Regions from separate parts of the Hordeum vulgare genome. Here region 2 is linked to region 1. Evidence: chromatin contacts called from public Hi-C data. All regions are on one chromosome and are shown on one strand. Each heading gives the region's core, a stretch centred on a gene start, on an enhancer-like site or on the middle of the called end of the contact. The rest is flanking DNA. Distances are from core to core; before and after follow the strand shown. Region 1 holds the start of LOC123452883 (probable cellulose synthase A catalytic subunit 2 [UDP-forming]). Region 2 has its middle 54 kb from the start of LOC123452034.

Region 1 (5,370 bases), core at 2,781-5,280:
CCTCCCTTCCCCAATCACTTCGGTCCTCATAACCACAGCTGATGACATGGATTGCTTCTTTCAGAAGAGACTCTGGAGTTGCAGACTGAGGCACACCACCATATTCCATCAGAGTGGAGGCTACGAAAACACTGGATTGGCCAAATCTCTTCTCCAGGCTCATTTGGGACATAAGAAGTGATTTCTCATCGTCAAATCCAGAACCTATAAAATGAATAGCATTCAGGTAAGAAGAAATGTAGCCCTATCCTACCGACCCTAGTCAAAAAAATTGCTACGCTGACTAGTGACTACAGACAAAACAAATTGAGCAACGGTTGTTATAGCCCAAAGATACCTTCGATACCCTCCTCTATATCTTCAAGATTGAAAACTGGCACAGAACCGTCCACATGCTTGTCTGACTTCTTACTTTCTTTCAATTTTGAGGTTCTACCACCACAAAGCTTAGAGAATAAACCTGACTCTTTTTTCTTCATCGGGGGTTCATAACCATATAAAGCTGTTCTGTTGAACACACAACCAGTCCCCACATAAACTGGTCCTTGAATGCCATCGAGACCCCTCAAGTTAATCTGCAGCAAAAAGATACAGTTAAGTTACGGGTCATTGTCAAACGGATTTTAGGAAAAAGCTCATCCAGCAACAATATTAACAAAAGTGGTTCATTAATACTACTTAGAGCCAGTGAGATAAGAAAGTGATAAGCACAATAACTTACATCAAAAAACACGGTGTTCCTGTTTGCATATCTATCATTCGTATCAATGCCATCGAACCTCTGAGGAAATTGGACATAACAGATTTTCCTTCCTAGATTAGGGTCCATAAGAAAGCACATAGCCTCTCTTAAAGCGCTGCTATTGTTGATGTAGTGATCACAATCAAGATTCAACATGTACTGCCCATTAGTAAGGACAGCTGATACACGAACCTGCAGAAAGCATTTCACGTCCATTACATCCAGGTAATCGAATATATAAGGTAACTTACGATTTCAGTGACATTTAACTACTCACAAGTGCATTCATGGCACCAGCTTTCTTGTGGTGCTGGAATCCAGGACGTTTCTCACGAGACACATAAACCAAACGAGGAAGCTCATTGCCATCAGTATCGAGGCCTCCACTATGACCAAGGAAAACCTGAACATGACCAGAAATTTGAGTTAGAAAATGGTTGATGTATTAACTAGTCCCGCTGGCAGATCCAGCTCTTAATCAAGTAACCTTTGCTAGAACATGAGCCTGACCTGAAGCATTCCAGGATGGTCCCTAGTATTGTTCCCAGGCCAAGGTGTGCCGTCTTGCATGATCCATCCTTCCTCAGGAACTTTCTCGGCTTTGGCTACAAGGCTATTAACGCGAACTTTGAACTCTTCATATTCTCTCTGTGGAGTTCAATAAAAATTAATGTCCTCAAATAGAAACTAGAACAACCAACAAATATACACTAATAAACCAAAATCTACCTTCATGGCTCGACGGTCTTTAACGAATGAAGTCTGAACTTTGTCTTTCAAGAAATCAATTTTCTGAGCAAAGTACCACTCTGGTGCTCTGGGTTCTATGTTATACTTTTTACAAAACGGTACCCATTTTCTAGCAAACTCTGAAGTCTCAGCAAGTGCATCAAAGGTAAGCATCGCAGCTCCATCATCAGATACATAGCAAGATACTTTGTCAACAGGGTAGTCCACAGCAAGGATAGAAAGCACAGTATTTGCAGTGACGAGAGGAGGCTCCTTCATAGGATCCACAGTACTGACAAAAATGTCAACAGGAGCCAACTGAGACAACTCACCATCCCGGTCATACCTGATAGTGCAAGTGATATACTGTCAGTACTATTTCAGTATAAACATTTCTATTAGCACTACATATTGCACATCACCTTAAAGCCAGCCTGTCAAGGTAAGTTTCACGATTCACTGGAGACCACTTGGGGAACTGATCCAAAATCCAGGAAAAAGCAAACCAAATCTCACATATCACCGACAGCAGCCAAAGTGGATATGCATTACGGACAGGGTTTGTGATACGGTAGTGCAGGAAGATACAGAGGACAATCAATCGTAGCACAATGACCATTCTGTAGGGATTTATTCTGGATGAAGGAATTGGCACTTTTCTAGAGAGAGGCTGGCGTGTTTCATCATTCCTGTAATTCATATGGCCCAAGACAAAAGTTATTACTGCAAGTCAATACACCAAATCTAGTATTTACAGTTTTGGCAACATATGTACACCCATTTAGAATATGATCTAGCAATCTCAGTTCAAATCAAGGGGTTAATACCAGAAGGTATTCAAATATAACAGAAACCCACCCAAACTCACCTCATGTAAATTAATCGGATAAAGCAAACAACACTAAGACGGCTAATGGTGTGCAAGAGAAATTAAAATTATAACTCACAGTAAGGGGTCTTCCATGCCATAGTCAGTACATGCATCGATATCACCATTTCCACGGCCTTCGGAAGGAGCAATGCTTGTTCCATTAGTCATGGGAATTGCACCCTTGTCTTTCATTTTCCAGCCATCAACTCTCTCTTTCCACGCAACATTGCCAAGGCTACCAGAGAACTCCCTTGATGGATTTGCTGTAAACATTCAGAAGCATGAGGCAACAACTACTCATTCACAGCGGGCTGCAAGTGCAGCAAAGTAGAGAGGCGATCGTAATGGTGCATATATACATATGAGAGTGGTACATATACATACGAGAGTGGTTCACATAGGCAAATGGATGTCCGCGCTTGCCAACATTTCCAGCAGGGGACATCATATGATCGGGGGAAGCTCCAGGAATTTCTCCCGAGGCCTGTGCAGACATAGACGAAGCCAAAATGTCAGTTTCATATTCCCAAGTACCGTTGGGTGTTGGGCACAACCAGAACAAGCTGCAATTACAACCTGGCTATGAGAGAAGCGCGGGATGTATCCATGAGGGATTTCTCCACTGTCATACTTGTGAAGCCCAATCTCACCGCTGCCGAACTTGGTGAGGCCAATGTCATCACTAGCTCCCGAGTTCCTGCGCCAGGTGAGCATCTTCTCAGGAGCCCTGTGCTTGTGATCCTGGTTCCCAGAGGCTGGGTAGTTGAAGTCGCTGGCATCGTCCTCGCTTTCATCCCCACGTGCCGGTGGGCTGCCTGAACAACGTGACACAGCCGGGCAGGGTTAATTAAATCTCTCACACTTGTTGAATTCCCAGCTGCTTCAGGATTATTATCCTGTTTTTTTTAATCGGGGGTGCAGTGGAGAGTGAGCAGCGGCAAGCATACCCTTGTGGCGCTTGTACTTGGTCTTGCACTGCGGGCAGGCCTGGGTGCCCTCCTTGCGCTCGTACTCGTAGCAGGGCCGGCAGACGGGGAAGCCGCAGACGTCGCAGGCGGCGAAGAGCTCGCCGTCCGCCGCCGCGCCCACGCCGTCGCCGCAGATCTGGCACACCTGCCCAGCGCCATGCCTCCCCGTTCCCGATTTCTGCGCGGGCGCACAAAATAAGAAGGACGGAACAGCGCACTGAGACCAACCGCCGGACCATAAATCCATCCACGTACACAGAAGCACCACCGAAACCCCCAAAAAAAACTGCCACTCACCGCCGCGCCTGCCATGGCGCCCGCGCCGCGAGCTCACCCGCCACCCGCCACGAACGCAGCGAGTCGCCGCGCCCCCCAAGCGCTCCTCGTCCGAGGAGACCCCGATCAGCAAGGGAGCGGCCGCGAAAACCCTCGGCCCAGCCCGGTCCCCCCAAATCGCCCTGGGCGCGCCACAGGGGCGGCAGTAGCGGCGGTGGAGTCCAGCTACGCGCGGATGGGGACGGCAGCGTGGGCGGGGGGTGGGGCCAGTGGCAGGACGCGGCGGGACCAGCGAGGGGCGACGGCGATGGCGAGGGCCGCGGGCGCAGGCGCCGCGTGAGCCCGTCCGCGTGCTGTTGCTGGCGCTGGCTCTGGCTCTGGTGCTAGTGCTGCTGGCGCTGTTGTCGCTTGCGCGGCGGGGGTTAGCCATTTCTGGGGAGCTCCCCTAATGCGCCGCTTAATTGCCATCGGATTTGGTGGCGGGATCGCGGTTTGCGGCGGGGAGATGACGACGATGATGACCGGCTGGGTGGGCCCGGCGTGCAGTGGGCGTGGACCGGACGGCGGTCGTCGCGTGAGAAACGGCAGGGAAGCGTGACGCGAAACGGAATGTGGGTGCGGGGCGTGGGGCCAGGTGACCCGGACCCGGACGGGACGACAGCTGGTGATGATCGCGCTCGCAGGAGGGAAGACAGGCTTGTTTGGCTCTTTAGCTGCGCTTGAGCTGTCGAGCAGAGGAGAGACCGGCGTGAGCTCACACATCATTGCACCTTTTATTCGAGGAATGGAGTACAGTACAAAGTACAGTAGTAACTTCGAAAATCGACACGTAATATATTTCTGAGATGCTCAATCCACGATATTTCTGAGATGCTCAATGTCCAGCTATTACACTCTTGGAATGTCAACAAAACGTCGATTTCTTTATATTAGAAAACAATGTTTAGCATCCATCTTTTCTGCGCAAGCCTGCTGCTCTAAGAAAAATGAAAAGAACTGTCACGCAAATTAGTACGACGGTGGAAACAAACTTCGGATCTTGAGAGATTTGATAGAGGGAGGAAGGAGGCGCAGAACGTAGGAAAACGGCCGGAAGGAGGGTCAAAACGTCCAAAAACGGCTGAAAGGAGGGGCACATGGAGGAAGGAGGGGCATAACGTTGGAAAACATACCGAAGGGGGAGGGAGGGGAAGCAGAGCGGGGGAAGTGAAAAAGGAGGGTGGTTGTGCATGCAACCACGGTGTCTAGGGGCGGGCAGTGGCGGAGGCAGAAACTGAATATAAAGGGAGCCAAAACATATCATATATTGTTAGAAGGGTCAAATCACATAAACCTAGCTAATTTTATGTGAAAAATAAAGGATTAAGAGTACATATAGGTGTATTTGTGAGAGCATAGGGGGGGGGCCAAGGCCCCTGCCAGCACCCCCTGCCTCCGCCACTGGGGGCGGGCGCGACTTCAACTAGCGACGAGCAGGGTCGGCGACCTGTGGCAGGGAAGAGCTGAATGATCGATGTCATGAAAGGTTGGGCCGAGGCGGCTGTCCCCATGGTCGCAAGAGAGGAGAGTGCCATCGAGGCGGTTAGGTTAGGAGATTTTTAAGGTTGTGGGATGGTTGTTCGGGTTGAGGTGAGTCGGGAAGAGATCGGGCCGGTGGTCCTCGAGAGCCATGCCGAGTAGCGAACTGCTACCCACATGTTCTCTTCGTAGCCATACTACGAGCCTCTTTTGCATTAGTTGGACTATTGAGTAGAGCTCATGCACCCTACCAAACATCAAAAGTG
Region 2 (5,330 bases), core at 1,204-3,703, 110 kb after region 1:
TATCTCACCGATAACATCTGTTGCACCTTCACCTTAACAACGCTCACAAACTTTGTCAAAGGCTTGTGGACATCATGTTTACATCTAACCCGAACATAATCACATGTTGTGTCGCTAGTACTGATCCTCACCACAAGAATCTCTCCAACATTTCTTTGCAGTTTCTCAATCAACCCCTTCTTGCAGTAACCATCGGGTAGCTTGTGTATGTGTAGCCATATAGGCATACGAACAATCTCGATCTCATACGCATTAGAGAACCCATAATACGGACTAAGCAGGACGACTCAATTGCGAAACAGCCAAGGCCCTTGATCCACTATTCATTCCCAATCTCCCAAGCATTACACCTGAACTACTAAGTGATTGGGACCGATTGCTCTAAATCTCACAATTTGAGTGAGCTTCCTCATTGAACACATGTCATGGAATACCGTGGTTTGGCTGAAATTTTTCGCTATTTGAACCCTAGCTAGGGCTAGCCAACAAAACCCCTCTTGGAGATCCTCTTCTCCCTCATCTAAGATTGTCAAACACATCCTCGTGGAGCTCAAGCATGTTGAAGAAGTCACCTAGATCACCAGGATGGCCACCATAAGAGCTCTCTTTTGTTGCAGAGTTTGCATCTGAAGTCGTCGCCATCTACCCAGCCCAAGAGAGTGGTCGCGAAGGAGGAACAACCAAGAGACAAGGGAACGATAACGGGGATCGGTTGGGTAGCAGCGGGGGAAGGTCGCTGGTGGATTGGACTCAGGGTGATCGATCGCCTAGAGGAGACAAACCCTAGAAATGGGAGATGAACCAGCTATAATGTTCCAAAGACAATGATGCATAAATAATATAGAGTTAATTTCATTTTTACCCCAAAATGAGCCAAAGTGACATACATTACGGGGTACTTCGGCTCATTTTGGGGGTAAGAATGAAATTAACCCAATAATATATGCACAGTCTATGTGGCGTGTATGACTATGGTAAGTTACACATTTCTTAAGATAATGATTGCTCATAACATTTTGTGTTTCTTGTTCATCCATGCTTTCTTTCCTTTTTTATCTTTTGTCGGTGTTACTCTCACTGGTTGACCTAGTTTTTTTAAAGAATCTGACCCATAACTTCAGATCTTCAATTACTGTCGGTAATGTTAGCAAATTGGAGAGTAAATTGGCTAGGGAACGGGGGCTTAATTAACATCATTCCTATGCTTATGTTCGGTGCTACTAAAAGATGATCCTAGCATTTATGTACCGATCTATTTCCTAGTGTTGATACTGTTGAATTGTTCATTTATGAACAATTTAAGTTCTGTATATGAAACAATATAGTCAAAACTGATCAGGATAACATCATGTACCCTGGCCGGGCGTTCTTGGTTTTCATCGACCACCCAGAAGCTTTGATAATGCTTGCAAGATGTCCATTTTTGGTATACAACAGAAGTTAATCACTGAACCATTCCACTCATTTCCGAGATCACCACTAGTATTATTAATTTGTTATGTACACCAATGAAAGAATAAAAATAGAAGAAGAATAATGCCGTCCAATGTTACACTGCCACCGCGCGATATAATAGACACGCACTAAACTAAACTAAACTAAACTAAACAAAAAACAATGATGTTGCTACAACGACCTGACGGATCGAGAGCTCCGCGCTTGATCGACAGGAGCAGCGCCGTAGCAATGGAAGCGACCGATCTGCAACAAGACGGGCAGATCAAGACCAAGTCGAGTCATGTGAAATACTAGGATGGAAGGAAGAAACGAACCAACAAAATAAGTTCCAAAATCAAGGCTGAGAACAGGAGCTTTGTGGGAACTAAAATAAATTACAGCATGGAGAGTCGGAGATACGAGTGTCCATGCATGAGCATGATCAGGAAGAACCATAGAGGAGCATGGATAAGTTCAGGGATGTATGGTCACCTACCTGCACGAAGGGAGGCAGCGAGGAGTGTCAGATGCCGGGCCGGAAGGATCCGACGAGGTCCCCTGTCCGGAAGGCGCGGGCGACGGCGGTGGCGCCGGCGAGGCACGACGACACCCACGCCGCCAGGACCTCCCACACCTTGTCCACGACGGATACGGTCATCGCCCACGGCATTGACATAGCGGCGCCTTCCTCTCTCTGCCCCTTTCTGCTATTCTCTCCCCTGCCACGAAGAAGAAGAAGAAGAAGAAGAAGAAGAAGAAGAAGAAGAAGAAGAAGAAGAAGAAGAAGATGATGATGATGATGATGGTTCAACGATCCAACAGCTTCCGTGCATGGACCAGCAAGCCAGGTGGCGACTAAAACCGAATTAAAACCGTGAAGAGCCCACGCGAGATATCCATGATCCGGGAGAAAAGACTGGATCCATGTTCGCACGTCACGGGCAGCTGCGTGCTGCAGCTGTGATAAAGACGGAATTCAATGGAGAAAACGATCAACTGTAGTTAATGAATGCTCTCGCTGTCCGTCACCGGCCTTCGCGGCGGAGAGGGGGAGAGAACACGCACGCACGCTCGATCGAGCCCATGACGACCGACCAGAAGCCGATTTAGCGCATGGTAATCCAGATCTGCACACAAAAGCGACATGGGTAGTTGAGTTGAGTGCCACGACGTGCTTCCTCGGCACGGTGGGAGAATTCTACGGCCTTCTCCCTTCGTGACAGGGTCCCGGCGGGCATCTCCGATTGGTTCCTGGAGACAAAAATAGCCAGCCAACGAGGTTCTGTTTATATGCACTAGCAAAAACGCCCGTGCGTTGCATCGGGTGTACAAAAAAAAATACTTAGACAGTTGAAAAAAAATATGCTTAGACAATATGAAAATCAGAAGTTAAGCCATTATATATTTTTATATTTACATGTTTAATATTTTTCAATTTCATGGTCAAAATTTATCAAACCATATTTAGTTTTGATATTTAGTTTTTTATACACATTCTATATTTTTTCGTATACATCAGGAATATTTTTTATATGTGTTTGATATTTTCCAAGTACATGATTAGCATTTTCTTTCCATATTAATTTGTTATGTCTAATTTTTTACATATACATTGTATTTTTTTCTGTATGTTTTTTATACATTGGAAACATTTAATATTTTTTAAATGCATGATCGAAAAATTCAAAAAGAACTAAAAATTATATAGTTATTTTTCATTACGCGTTGTACCTTTTTTCTATATAATGATTTTTTAATTCAATTTTGGCATTCCTTCAGTGCATGATTAACATTTTATCAAAGTTTGCATATATAGGTGATTTTTATAAAAAAATATTCAAAATATATCCAAATAAAACAAAAATAAATAATTAAGAAAAATAAGTGTTCAAGGTCATACTGGACCGGCCCAGTCTGGTGACAGACAAAATAGGGGGAGAAAAGTGTGATGGAGAGGGATCAAACCCGCGTCTCCAGGTTTTAAGCGCGCAGCTCCAACCACTTGGGATGGCCGTGCTGTTGTTATATCTTGGTGGATCTGTTCCTGTTGAAGGAGAGGAACCGCCGATTTATTAATGACGGACGACAGAAGCATTAATTGCTTTATTAGTAATTAGTAGGTAAAGATATTTATACTGGTTTAGATCTTTTCGTAACGGCTTGTCCCAGACTTGGTACTAACATATAAAAATTACCAATCTTGATAGCAATCTGTATTTAATGACCGGATTGTGGTACTTTTGTGCAATTTACATTCAAAAGTCCAACAATAACAACATTATTGCTCAGTTCAATGGAACTGAATTAAAAACTCGATTACACATACTACTCCAAAATTTCATATTTTCGTAGTTTCGGTGAGACCACATTACTGGTATTTAATTGTTAAAATTCGGAATTTTTGAGTCTTGTATTTCAGTTAGTCCCGGGCATGGGCAGCCCTGCCCGGCTGGCCCGGCCCGAAAGCCCGACATCCGGCTGACACGCACCATTAGGACGGCCAAGCGGGCCTCCCGCGAAGGCGCGGCCGAGGCGACCGCCGGCGCGTGCGCACCACCCCTCCGGCCGTCTCGAGCGCGTAGCGACGAGGCCATGGCAAGGAACTCGCCGAATGCCGAGGGCGCCAAGGAGACCGCGACCTCCACACGCCCATCCTACTCAGTGGCGTCGTCGGCCACATGTGCCCAGCCATGCCCAGCGGAAGGGCGCCGGACTTGGTAATGGTACCCAGGTTGGCGCGATGCAGCGATGGCGTTGGCCGCAGGACCAGCACACCAGGCGAGCTTGCCAACAGCTCCGGCCATCCTCCGGCTAAACCGCCGTGCAGATCGAGGGGGATTTCAAAATCGCCCCCCAATCTCCAGAGCCCGCGTCCGTACCGCTAAGTTGCGTTGTAGATCCTTCCCATGCCTGATCAAGTAGCTTGAGTTCAGGTTGTGATAAGATCAGCAGGCTCTAAGCAGATACGACCTTCGTTATCTTTACAAGGACATACTGTATTATACATATATTCCGATATTTCGAATAAAATTAAGAATAAATAGAAAAAAAGATGCAAGAAAGTATTTCGGTAAATACGATAACTCACTCATGGAACAGGGATCTGCATGATCACATATTCACATCCAGGGTAAACGTTCACATACAAACTTATGCGCTCTGCATATTCTTGCACTTCGTCTGAAACTTCTCCACTACTTCAAGACCACTAAACCTGCTACGATACACGGACAGAAGGTCAAGAAGCTCCCTAAAACCCTTACTCCACCGTCCACACCATCTTCCAAGTAGTATGCCCCTTTTGTGAAGGCCACCTTTCCATTCCGGAGCTGCTTCAACTTAAGCTTGCCTACCTAAATAAATTTTGGATTCACACCATGGACATTGATACAGCAGATTTGGGTAAATCTTGAGTGGCACCTGATACTCTGATTATCTGTTTTCAGGTAAGCCAAAGTTAGCATTGTAGTATGGTTCAGCTGAACAGGTTAGCATATCTCTGAGTTCTAGGTGTTTGTAATGGAGTAGGAGACAATGGAAGCAAGAAAATTCAGACAAACTTGAACAAGCAAGATATTCATATACATGCCATATAAATGTTTGGAAAAGTTGAACAAGAAAGATGCACCCTGAAAGTATGCCAATTTCTTACTTATCCTTGCTCATAACTGAAAGGTGGAGTATCACCACATACTCTTACCTAGTCATTGCCAGTTAAGATCATTGTTCATATTATTCGGAAACCACATATGGCGCACTTGGTCAAAAGTTCCTGTGAAAATGGTAACTATCCGGCATACCAGATTTTGCCAAAAAAAAAGGGGAAAAAATACAAGATATTTGATGTGATTACAGTAAGAATAACTACTGGATCAGGGCTGTAGGATAAGAAA

Evidence for each region. Hi-C and Micro-C count contacts between places; a contact is called where the count stands out from the background.
Region 2: a contact with region 1 is called in a Hi-C map of leaf, with 2.5 times the contacts expected there. The contact joins the enhancer-like site here to the promoter of LOC123452883 in region 1. A contact is called at or near these places in 3 of 6 Hi-C or Micro-C datasets (leaf and seedling).

The regions. Positions count from the first base shown.
Region 1 is chr5H:555,070,714-555,076,083 of MorexV3_pseudomolecules_assembly, forward strand. LOC123452883 (probable cellulose synthase A catalytic subunit 2 [UDP-forming]) reads right to left here and starts at 4,031. Exons shown (of 13, transcript XM_045129611.1): 1 at 3,290-4,031; 2 at 2,919-3,157; 3 at 2,727-2,826; 4 at 2,419-2,605; 5 at 1,894-2,160; 6 at 1,472-1,817; 7 at 1,253-1,390; 8 at 1,020-1,145; 9 at 722-934; 10 at 338-575; 11 at 2-204. The coding sequence starts at 4,016.
Region 2 is chr5H:555,181,453-555,186,782 of MorexV3_pseudomolecules_assembly, forward strand. No RefSeq gene overlaps it. Among protein-coding and RNA genes, the nearest start is that of LOC123452034, 54 kb to the right of the region's middle. Within about 2 kb of position 2,454, at least 1 of the 3 cell types and tissues checked has open chromatin away from gene starts, as enhancers often do. A contact at or near this core is called in leaf, where this site is marked.